Regions from separate parts of the Hordeum vulgare genome. Here region 1 is linked to region 2. The links are chromatin contacts, called in public Hi-C maps. All regions are on one chromosome and are shown on one strand. The core of a region is the stretch at or near the end of the contact, and the rest is flanking DNA. Distances in the headings are between cores, read along the strand shown. Region 1 has its middle 31 kb from the start of LOC123413467. Region 2 holds the start of LOC123411526 (E3 ubiquitin-protein ligase RGLG5-like).

Evidence for each region. Hi-C and Micro-C count contacts between places; a contact is called where the count stands out from the background.
Region 1: a contact with region 2 is called in a Hi-C map of seedling, with 5 times the contacts expected there. The contact joins the enhancer-like site here to the promoter of LOC123411526 in region 2. A contact is called at or near these places in 4 of 6 Hi-C or Micro-C datasets (leaf and seedling) and 1 of 1 datasets of contacts at active chromatin or transcription factors (embryo).

The regions. Positions count from the first base shown.
Region 1 is chr7H:532,267,631-532,272,926 of MorexV3_pseudomolecules_assembly, forward strand. No RefSeq gene overlaps it. Among protein-coding and RNA genes, the nearest start is that of LOC123413467, 31 kb to the right of the region's middle. Within about 2 kb of position 1,266, at least 3 of the 3 cell types and tissues checked have open chromatin away from gene starts, as enhancers often do. A contact at or near this core is called in leaf and seedling, where this site is marked.
Region 2 is chr7H:532,144,457-532,149,187 of MorexV3_pseudomolecules_assembly, forward strand. It overlaps LOC123411526 (E3 ubiquitin-protein ligase RGLG5-like), which reads right to left and starts at 2,450. Exons shown (of 12, transcript XM_045104492.1): 1 at 2,108-2,450; 2 at 1,203-1,438; 3 at 445-529; 4 at 1-58. The coding sequence starts at 1,415.

The DNA of each region.
Region 1 (5,296 bases), core at 16-2,515, 120 kb after region 2:
AACGTTAGCCATCTTTGATCAACGAGCTAGTCCAGTAGAGGCATATTAGGGACACTTTTTTGTCTATGTACACACACATGTATATGAGTTTCCAATCAATACAACTATATCATGGATAATAAACAATTATCATGAACAGGGAAATATGAAAATAACTACTTTATTATTGCGCCTAGGGCATATTTCCAACTGTCTCCCACTTGCACTAGAGTAAATAATCTAGTATTACATGGTAATGAATTTAACACCCATAGAGTTCTGGTGCTGATCATGTTTTCCTCATGGAAGAAGTCTAGTCAACGGATCTACAACATTCAGACATGTATGTACTTTGCAAATGTTTATGTATTCCTCCATGATATAATCGTGGATGGAATTGAAGCGGCTCTTTATGTGTCTTGTCCTTTTCTGAAACCTTGGTTACTTGGCTAGACCAAGTGTGGTCACAAAACTGGGTCATTGGATCCAGTGCACTGGGCACAACTGCAAGATTCATCATGAACTGCTTCATTCAGTGCACTGGGCCGTCGTCATTGGACTTGTCTTTGCCGACAGGGGAATCTTCGATGATCGGAATCCTGTCCCGAACCCTAGCAAAGTGACAGGGGAACGTTACAATATCTCCTCTTCCGCCATAAGAATTGGGCATCCACCATCCTCCCCCCTCTCGCGTCGAGGAGTACGATCCTGAAAGCATCCCGCCGGAGCCACAGGATGCCGTCGTCGAACCGAACCTGTCGAGCGGCGATGAGGTCTGCCGCGTACGACACGCACCAATGTGAGTCAGCACGACACGCACCAACGAGAGTCGCACGACATCGCCCCCCCTGATTTACTATCTTTGAGGTTCACCCTTACGTGTGTTTCAATAATATGATTACGTAAGCCAACCTACCCGTGCAAAGCTGGCTTCATTGATTGTAATAACATTTTATTGATTGTAATCAATAACAGATATTGCATCATTGATTGTAATAACATTTTATATTATTGGACAGAGCGAGTATTTTACCTGAAAGAACCATCATAAAAAATAATAGTAACCGGGAACAGCTTCAAAGAAAAATAGATAAAGAGGACCAAATGGTGCTGAAGTCTAAGTCAACTGCTGGGCCGGGGGCAAATGTTTCCTGTGTGCTCCTCTAAACTCATGCACCGTCTCTCTCGCGGAAAATGACATCCGAAGGAACCGAGCTACAGATGGATCAGTGGACACGACACTTGTCTCTTTCATCCACATGAGTAATGCTATGGCTTACGAGTAGTAGTGGATGATCATTATCCACTTAGAAGAAAGTCGAGAGTCTGAGCAAGTGCACGGTGGAAGAGCTACATGATGCTCTTCTGGTTGTTGGCAGATCGTAGTCCCGGTTTTACAGCTGGGCAGTATCTGAAGTCTACTAATAGTACTCGTAGATTATAAGGTTTTGCGTGGTTAATCTGATCTGGGGAAAACTTCGGCGGCTGGCGTGCACTGCTCGGACACTCACGTGGGACCTATGTGACCGTGAGATGTGGGTTACAATACATGACATGTTGGATTGCCTCACGAGGGAGACGTGCAGAGATGACTGTCGATCTGCCAAAGTACACGCGTTTGCATTTCGGTTTGACAAATGTATCAAAGTGTAAACCGGAAGGCGATGGTCTCTCTAACCTAACCATGCTCGTGAATTGTACCTGGGGAACAAAAGATTATTTTTTCTTCAGGAAAACGAGATTTCTATTGCTTAAACCCGAGGATTACAATCATGATGGTGAAGCAAATCAATCTCACTAGGTTCAGATTTAAGCCAAACAGGCGTGCGCATGTAATGATGTCCAATCTGAGCTAAGCGATGGGATACTCCCTCTATATCTAAATACTTATTGTTGAAGAGAACTGCATTAGTTTTCACAACAACAAGCATCTTCTATCTTCTATCTTCTACTCCCTCCGTCCCAAAATAAGTGTCTTAAGCTTAGTACAAATTTGTACTAGAGCTAGTACAAAGTTGAGACGGTTATTTTGGGACAGAGGGAGTATTTACTAATTGAATGCACCATTCGAGTCTTCACGTTAATCCATATCATCAAAATTAATTTAACCATTAGATTTAAAATTGAATGGTCAAGATCTATTCTCTACTAAAAGGCCTAACTAATTAAAAGGAAAGCCCCACGTACATCTCTCCCTAATAATAAAGCAAATACGGTTTCTGGTTGTCCGTCTTGAAAATTACCCCTAAAGTTTGCATAAATTACCCACCATGCCACCGATAAGTAATTAAAAATGTTTCACAAAGCGAAAAATATTGGACTGGACCGGCCCATGTAAAAACCTCCTATATTACGCTCTGCATGCTGGGAGAATTTCCAGCACACCATATGGGCCGGCCCATGCACATACGCCTGCTTTTAGTTCCGTTTATTTATTTATTGCAGTTCCGTTTTATTTTTATATTTTAAATAATTCAGAACTTCAAATAATCTTTAATATTTTAATAAACTGAAAATTATAAATCAACATATTTAAAAAATTAAAATGTTTGTGACTTCAAAAACTGCTCGGAGTTTTGTGAAAAATGCTCGCATATACAATAAAATGTTTGCAATTGTAGAAAAATGTTTGTACAATAAGAAAAGTCCATGATCTCAAATACAATTCCATGTATTAAAAATTATTAAAAGCATTTAACAAAATGATTTCTAATTCAAAATATGTTAATGCATTTAAAAAATGACCTAAAATTTTAAAAATAGCTAATGCCTGTTTTGATAGTTTCTTTTTTTTATTTCAATTTTTCCGTTCCATTTTTTTATTTATAATTTAAATAATTTAGAATTACCAAAACTTTTGCATATTAAAAAATAGGAATTTTGAATTAAAATGCTGACGAATTTTTATTTTGAATTAAAAATAGGGTTCAAAAAAAGCGCCGGGTTTTTATATTTTTTTTGCAAATTCCAAAACAATGTCCATGAATTTAATAAATATATTACTGATTTATAAAAATGTTTGTTTATTCAGAAAAACTTCATGCGTTTCAAAAAATGTTTGTGAATTTAAAATAAAATCCTTCAACATCAAAAATTATGTTCGTCTTTTCTTGAATTGGTCGCCAATTCGAAAGAAAATATTTAAACCCGTTCAAAATATAAAAAATATTCACGATTTTTACTAAATGTTTGTAAATTGTTAAAAATGTTGTCAATTTTAAAATTGTTCCCATATTTGTAAAATTGTTCACGAAAGATCTAATGTATGTAGTTAAACATTAATGTTTCTAAGTCTTTGTGACAATATACATGTGTGAATTTGAAGAATTAACTGTTGGATGGATCGGATTATTATTGTATGTTTTCTAAGAAAAAAACTTGAAATTCAGAATAAATCTTTGAGTTACGAAGATTTTTGACAACCATGATATATATTTTTTGAAAATGTAAAGATTGCTTCAACTTGTGAATAAATTTAAAAGAAGAAACATTTTCTTACATTTGTATACAAAATTTCTAAATCAAGCGATGATATGTGAACATAATGTGATCACCATCATTGGACATTATGTTTTTTTTTCTTCCGTGACAACGAACGGGCCATTTTGCTAGTAAAAGAATAAACAAACATGTAAAAATGCACCCATGTACTATAGGGATCAGACTCCCACAAGTCCACGGTAGTCCTCATGTCCCACGTCCTATAGCATCTGAAAAAACACCGAGGGATTAAACTCCCACGTCCACCAATTAAAAAAACTCCCACGCCCATAGTAGAGTCCTTAATTCCCACGTCTAAGATCTTAAAAAAATGACACGTGTCATGGTCACAAAAAATACGTACACCCTCCTGGCAAAAGGGAAAAAAGACACATAAAAAATATCTTTATGCACCATGTAAACAAAAACCATGTGCATGTCTAATTGAAAAAAAGACCCATACAAATTAAAAATTCTCAAGCATCACATAAAATAAATAAATACGTTATGAACACCGTATAATTTAAACACGCCGTAAAAAGGACGACTAGACAAACTAAAAAATATTTTTTGTGGATAAAATAAATACTACACGAACATAATCTCTCTTACATTGTTGATGGGTATCACCAATACCAAGACTTAATATTATGTGAAATTACATAACTTTAACACAAGTAGGAATATATATATATATATATATATATATATATATATATATATATATATATATATATATATATATATATATGTGAACATAAGTCTGTTAATAAATATTATTTGAAGGAATACCACTTCTTCTGTGCTATGGGTTGGCAGAGGCACAATACTAATAGTTTCAAATAGGGATATTGGGAATATCATTCTTTTTGTTCTAAGGGTTGGCAATGTGGAGAGAAATTCTATACACAATCACGCGCATCATTTTCAAAAAAATGAGTAAAAAATTAATGCTAAGTTACATTTTGTATACCAATGTTAAAAATGGTATCCCACATTGTTATTCGATGAAAACTGAAAGTACTTGCATGTTTGCTTGGACGTTTGTTTTAACTGACAAATAAGGAGTCGTAAATCCTCGCACTAAAAAACTGAGCCTATGCCTGAGTGAAATAGAGATTTAAATCCCATCCTAAAAAATAAGACCTACCAAGACAACAAAAATTAGAGATGAACATACAAAACTCAACCAATAATGTCTCCTTGGTATCATCACAACTAAGGTCATTAACTTAATAGGTGAAGTCATCTCATTGTAACACAAGTAGGAACATAGAAATAAATTTTCTACCATAAAAGATCATGTACAAACATAAACCTATTAATGAGTACCAATTGAAGTAATATTATTGTTTTGTGCTAGAGGTGGGCAAGCAAAATCTTGATTATTTAAAACATGGTATTTCACAACCATACTTTTTAAAATTTAACTTTTCACGCATAAATAAACTTTCATGTACTAAGGTAAACTCTATTGTTTAATTTGGTGTTAGATAGATATACTCTCAGTTAACTATAGTGATGTTTTTTCTAAGGTTATGCAACAAAAACAACACAACGCATTAAAAGAAATGCATATTACGTAAATAATATGATCAGCATTGTAATTGTGGTACATGCATAAACAGCCCACGACAAAGTAATAACACCATAAATAATGGAATCCAACACTAAGTGAAATGCATATCCAGCTTTACAGTAATCACTAGAATTATCTTTATATAAACTCTATGAATTTTGTAATAATTTAATTGATGAAATTTGTTTGAAATATATATCATCTTTGAAAACACAAACCGAGCCCATGCGGCATATATCCACATCAGACATAAAATTT
Region 2 (4,731 bases), core at 1,200-3,699:
TATGGGTTTGGAGTGTTACCAATGTCATGTAGACAGCGGCGGTTATAGGAAATTTTACCTAAATGGAAAAGCATGGCAAGTTAACAGAAAATACTATAATATGTTATCAATATAAGAAGCAACAAGGGGGTGCATTCTTTCTACAATACAAACGCAGAAATGCTGTCATTGCTAGCCTTTCATCTAAAGAATTTCCTCTGCATAATGTCGCTTCGCCTGACAAAAGTTTTATAATAGAGAAGTTGGCATGCCATTGACATCACAGACCAAATGGTTTTCTTCAATAGCAATAAACTATAAACCATATGGGCAACTAACTAGTAGTATTCTACTAGGCAGTACCTACTACAGTAATAAATAATAGGCACCAGTGGGCCCCAAAGCAAGCATTAACAACAAAGAATATGCACCTATAGTCAAAAGGTAGAAAGATCAGCTGCTAACCTGTCCATTCATTACTTTTTGTAAAATCAATGCCTACAATAAGATTTGAAGATTCAAGGCCTGCTTGTGCTAAAGCTTCAGTCACCTGTAACAGTGTAAACGGTATTGTTTTCAGTTTTAAGTTCACAATACAACAATCGAAAGGGAGAGTATGTGGAAGACTATTGTAAATGTCATCTGCACTGTAGGAGTTGAGGAGAATGCATAAACTGATACAGTACAAGCCAAATTCATTTAAGTTGAAAAAACTCAATACGATGTCATAACATAACAGTATAGTACAGCAGCACCATATCCACATGTTAGTTATTTATATCTTTTGTGCAGGTGAAGTAGCAAAGCCATGAATTAATGGGACTGCCCAATTTTAGATGTTTGATTGTTATAGTTCTCGGCTTAATAGTCCACAAGCCTGATTGCAGATATCAAGGTCTTTACTGAAAATGCACTGGAAAGTAAATAGCAATGACATCTTATAGAAGATGTCAGTTTCTTTGCAGAAGTAAAATCCAACTGCAGGAAATTTTATTTTATCATCACCAAACCTTGGATTAGGATCCTGCATACAAACAAAAACTGTGTATCCTTCTTGAAATACCCATATACATAGAACTAATTCTACTAAAGATAGTTTATATTCCAAAATTCACCTGAGACAACGAAATAAGATGAACGGTACCATTCAGCCACATCAAGTTGAAAACCATGCATCAAAAGTAAATAAGAGAACCGAAGGCACAAAAGGCCATCATACATACTTGACTGACGGAACGGTAGTCGTCGCCGATCCTGGAATACTTCCTCTGCAGCCTGGCCTGTGCCTCTGGCTGCTGCACGTTGTTACCCGCCGCAGAGGCATACCTTGGGCTGTAACTGGAGGGCGTGTTTGCATACCTCGAGTTATACCCGTTGGATGAATTCCCATAGTCGTAAGCAGAGTTATACGACGGCTTGGAGTCCTTCTGCCCCATTCCTCAACACTCGGATGAACTTCCTGGCGAACAGAAGAGAATATCATTACTTGTGTACACAACTAGCTGGAGACAAGGCAGGTACTTTTCACATAAAATAAAAAATAAACAATAAATGAAGAAATGAAGAAATCCTAGAGTTTTTGCAGAACATGATCCACCCATCAATTACAGGTGAACTCTTTGGACGAGTTCCTAATTCCAGGAGGGGTGACTTTGTAACCCAGAACAGGGAAGTTCCACACCCTAAAACAGCCACAGCCTCCCCATACCCCCCACATTTCCTCCTCATTGCCAATACTGGAGACTGGCACCTGCAGAAGGCCCAGTTCCTAACTTCCTACTACTACATACAAGCATCGGGCATATCGAAATGTCTGAACGAGATCAGACAACGGCCTGTAAAAATATAATCATCTAAAAAAACGCCAATTACTACTACTAACGAACTGCCTCAGACGATCAGATCCAAACACCTCGCGCTCTCACGGAGAATCGCGCACCCTCGCCAAGAAAGAAACAAGACGGCGGCGAGCCGGAGCGGGGAGATACGGGATTGTACCAACTTGCCGGCGGAGCCAGAATCGAGCGACCCCGGGAAACGAACACCCGGAATTCTCGCGCGCGCCCAACAGCACCCGCGAATGATAAAGAGATCAACCAGCAATCTGCGCGGGGAGGTGCGTGCTTACCCTGCTGGCCTGCGCTCGGCGTCGTCCAAGGTCGCGGGCCACTGCTCCGGGAGGGAAGAGGGTCGGTAGAGTGGAGGGGGTGAAGAAGGGGATAGGCCGAGTCAGCCGAGACCAAGATTTGTACGCCCGGCACGACGGGATAAACTATGATCTGGGGGCAGCGGAGCGGTGGCGCGGGTCAAGTCAATCGCCGGCCACGGAGGCAATGCAGTTGGCGCTCTCTATCTGAAAACGATATCCGAAGCTTCGGAACTAGGAGTAGGAGTGGTATTCAATGGATGGATGGATGGATGGGGAGAGCTCGGGCGGATTAGTCGTCGAGCTTGGTGTTGGTGCCGCACTTGTCTCGGTCATCGGCGGGCACCAACCAACCCCAGGGGGAAAAACAAAAAGGTTAGTTTGAGAGCCGTAGTGCGCTGGAGTTACCCTACCGGCTTGGATGGTTATCCTGTCCACTGGCGGCGAAAAGGTCCAGGGAGGGATGGAGCGTGCGAGCATCTTTTCTCTGCTGCTGCTGCGCGCGCGCGCCACGGAGGAGGGTGGGCTGCGGCGTTGTTGGGTGGCCCGGTGGTTGGCGGGTCGCGGTCCCGGTTTTCGGGCTGGCAGTTAGGCTGCAGTGAGGGTGAGGCCGTGCGGTGCGGCTGCGTGGTTAGCCTGGTCCTCGTCACGAAGGAGATCAGGCGGCGCTCACCGGCTCAATGGATGGGACGGTCACACGGGACACGTGGATTGCATTATGTTATGTGCCGCATTTTGGGGGCTTGTGTATCGCGGGGCGACGTAGGCCGATGGCGATGGTGTGTATCTGGCAAAAACTACACGTCGTGGGTTTGTCCTTGGCACACTGTGTGTCTGTCGGGAGTTGACCCGAAGCAAGAATTTGGATAAAAACCACACTTGTTCGCGTCATTGACACGTAGCGTTTGAAACTGTTGAGTATATGTTATGTGTATATATATTGTCTATTTAGTCATTTTCTAGTTTTATCTTGTGGCCCATCTTGTATAACATATATACGTGCAGTTGTACCTGATCAATACATTGTGTAATTTCATCATCATATATGGTATCGGTTTTTAGGTTCCAACCCTAGCTTCCGCCCGGCGGCGGAGATGCCGTCGCCGCCACCACCTCCTCTACCGCTGCCGTCGTGCCTCTCCCGCGCCGCCGCCGCCCACCTCATGCCGTACACGACCGGCTCCAACCCGACGCCGCCGACATCCGCAACCTCAACATCCACGAGCGGGTTCCTATCCGTCTTGCCTAGACCAACTCCTCCTACTATGCTTGGAAGACCTACTTCTCCCTTGTGTTTCGGGAGTACAACCTCCCCGACCACGTGGATGGCTCCGTCGACTCCAGCCTCATGCCCGACCATCATGAGTGGTCCGCCATCGACGCCACGCTCATCCACTGGTTCCTCCTCACCATCTCGCCCAACCTCTTTCATACGGTCGTGCACGACGGTGACGATGCATGCGTCGTCTGGACCAAGCTGAACGGGCTCTTCACCGACAATCGCCTTCAGTGTCGCGTTTTTCTACAACAAGAGTTTTTTGGGTGCCACCAGGACAACTCCTCCGTCGACGACTACTGTCTCCCACTCAAGACTCTTGCAGACGAGCTCCGCGACATTGGTGCGGAAACTAATGACGATACCCTTCACCACGCTCATCGCCGGCCTCAACGAGGACTTCGGCAACGCCGCGACCAACCTCTCCCTCCTTCGCCAAGTTCGTGGCCTATCTTCGGCTGGAGGAACGCTGGATGAAGAAGGTGAAGAGTCGGGCCATGCACGTCGCTCTCGCCGTCAGCACCACCCACGGTGGCCCTCCTCCATCGTCGGCTGCTTCCCAACAACAGCGGGGCCCCGCACCCTTGCAGCAACCGTCGTTGTTGTCCCTGCCGTAGGTGGCCTACAGTGCGCCCCCGCCACCTCCCGCGCCCACCGACAGGCTCCGTCGCGGCGGCCGCGGCGGTCGTAAGCAGGAGCAGTAGCAAGCGGGTGGCGCCCCTCGTCGGCAACATCAACAGCAGCAGTCCACCGCGCCCTGGGCCGGTGGCTACAACCCCTGGACGGGTGTCGTGCACGCATACTCGCTGTCGGTCCCTCGGGGCCTACTACTGCAACAAAAGACCTTCCAACGGCGCCAGAAATAGGAGTGTTGCATGATACTCCTCAGCAACGGCACCGGGAATCCTTCTGCTACGGCTACGCCTTAAGGGACTTCCTAGGCAAATATGCAAAGTATTTCCCCCGTGGCCTTGGAGCCTTGCGTTGGTGTTCCCTCGAAGCGGAAAGGGTGATGTAGCACCACGGTGGTAAGTATTTCCCTCAGTTTGAGAACTAAGGTATCGATCCAGTGAAGGAGTATCACAAGTGCCTGCACAAACACAAAAAGCTTGCTCCCGACGCTATGAAGGGGTTGTCAATCCCTTATGGATTGTTCGCCAAGTGAGAACTGAAAGCAGCAAAGTAACAAAGCAAAGTAAAAAACAAAAGTGGAAACGATAGATGTGAATAGACCCGGGGGCCGTAGTGTTTACTAGTGGCTTCTCTCATGAAAGCAAGTAGACGGTGGGTGAACAAATTACTATCGAGCAATTGATAGAACCGCGCAAAG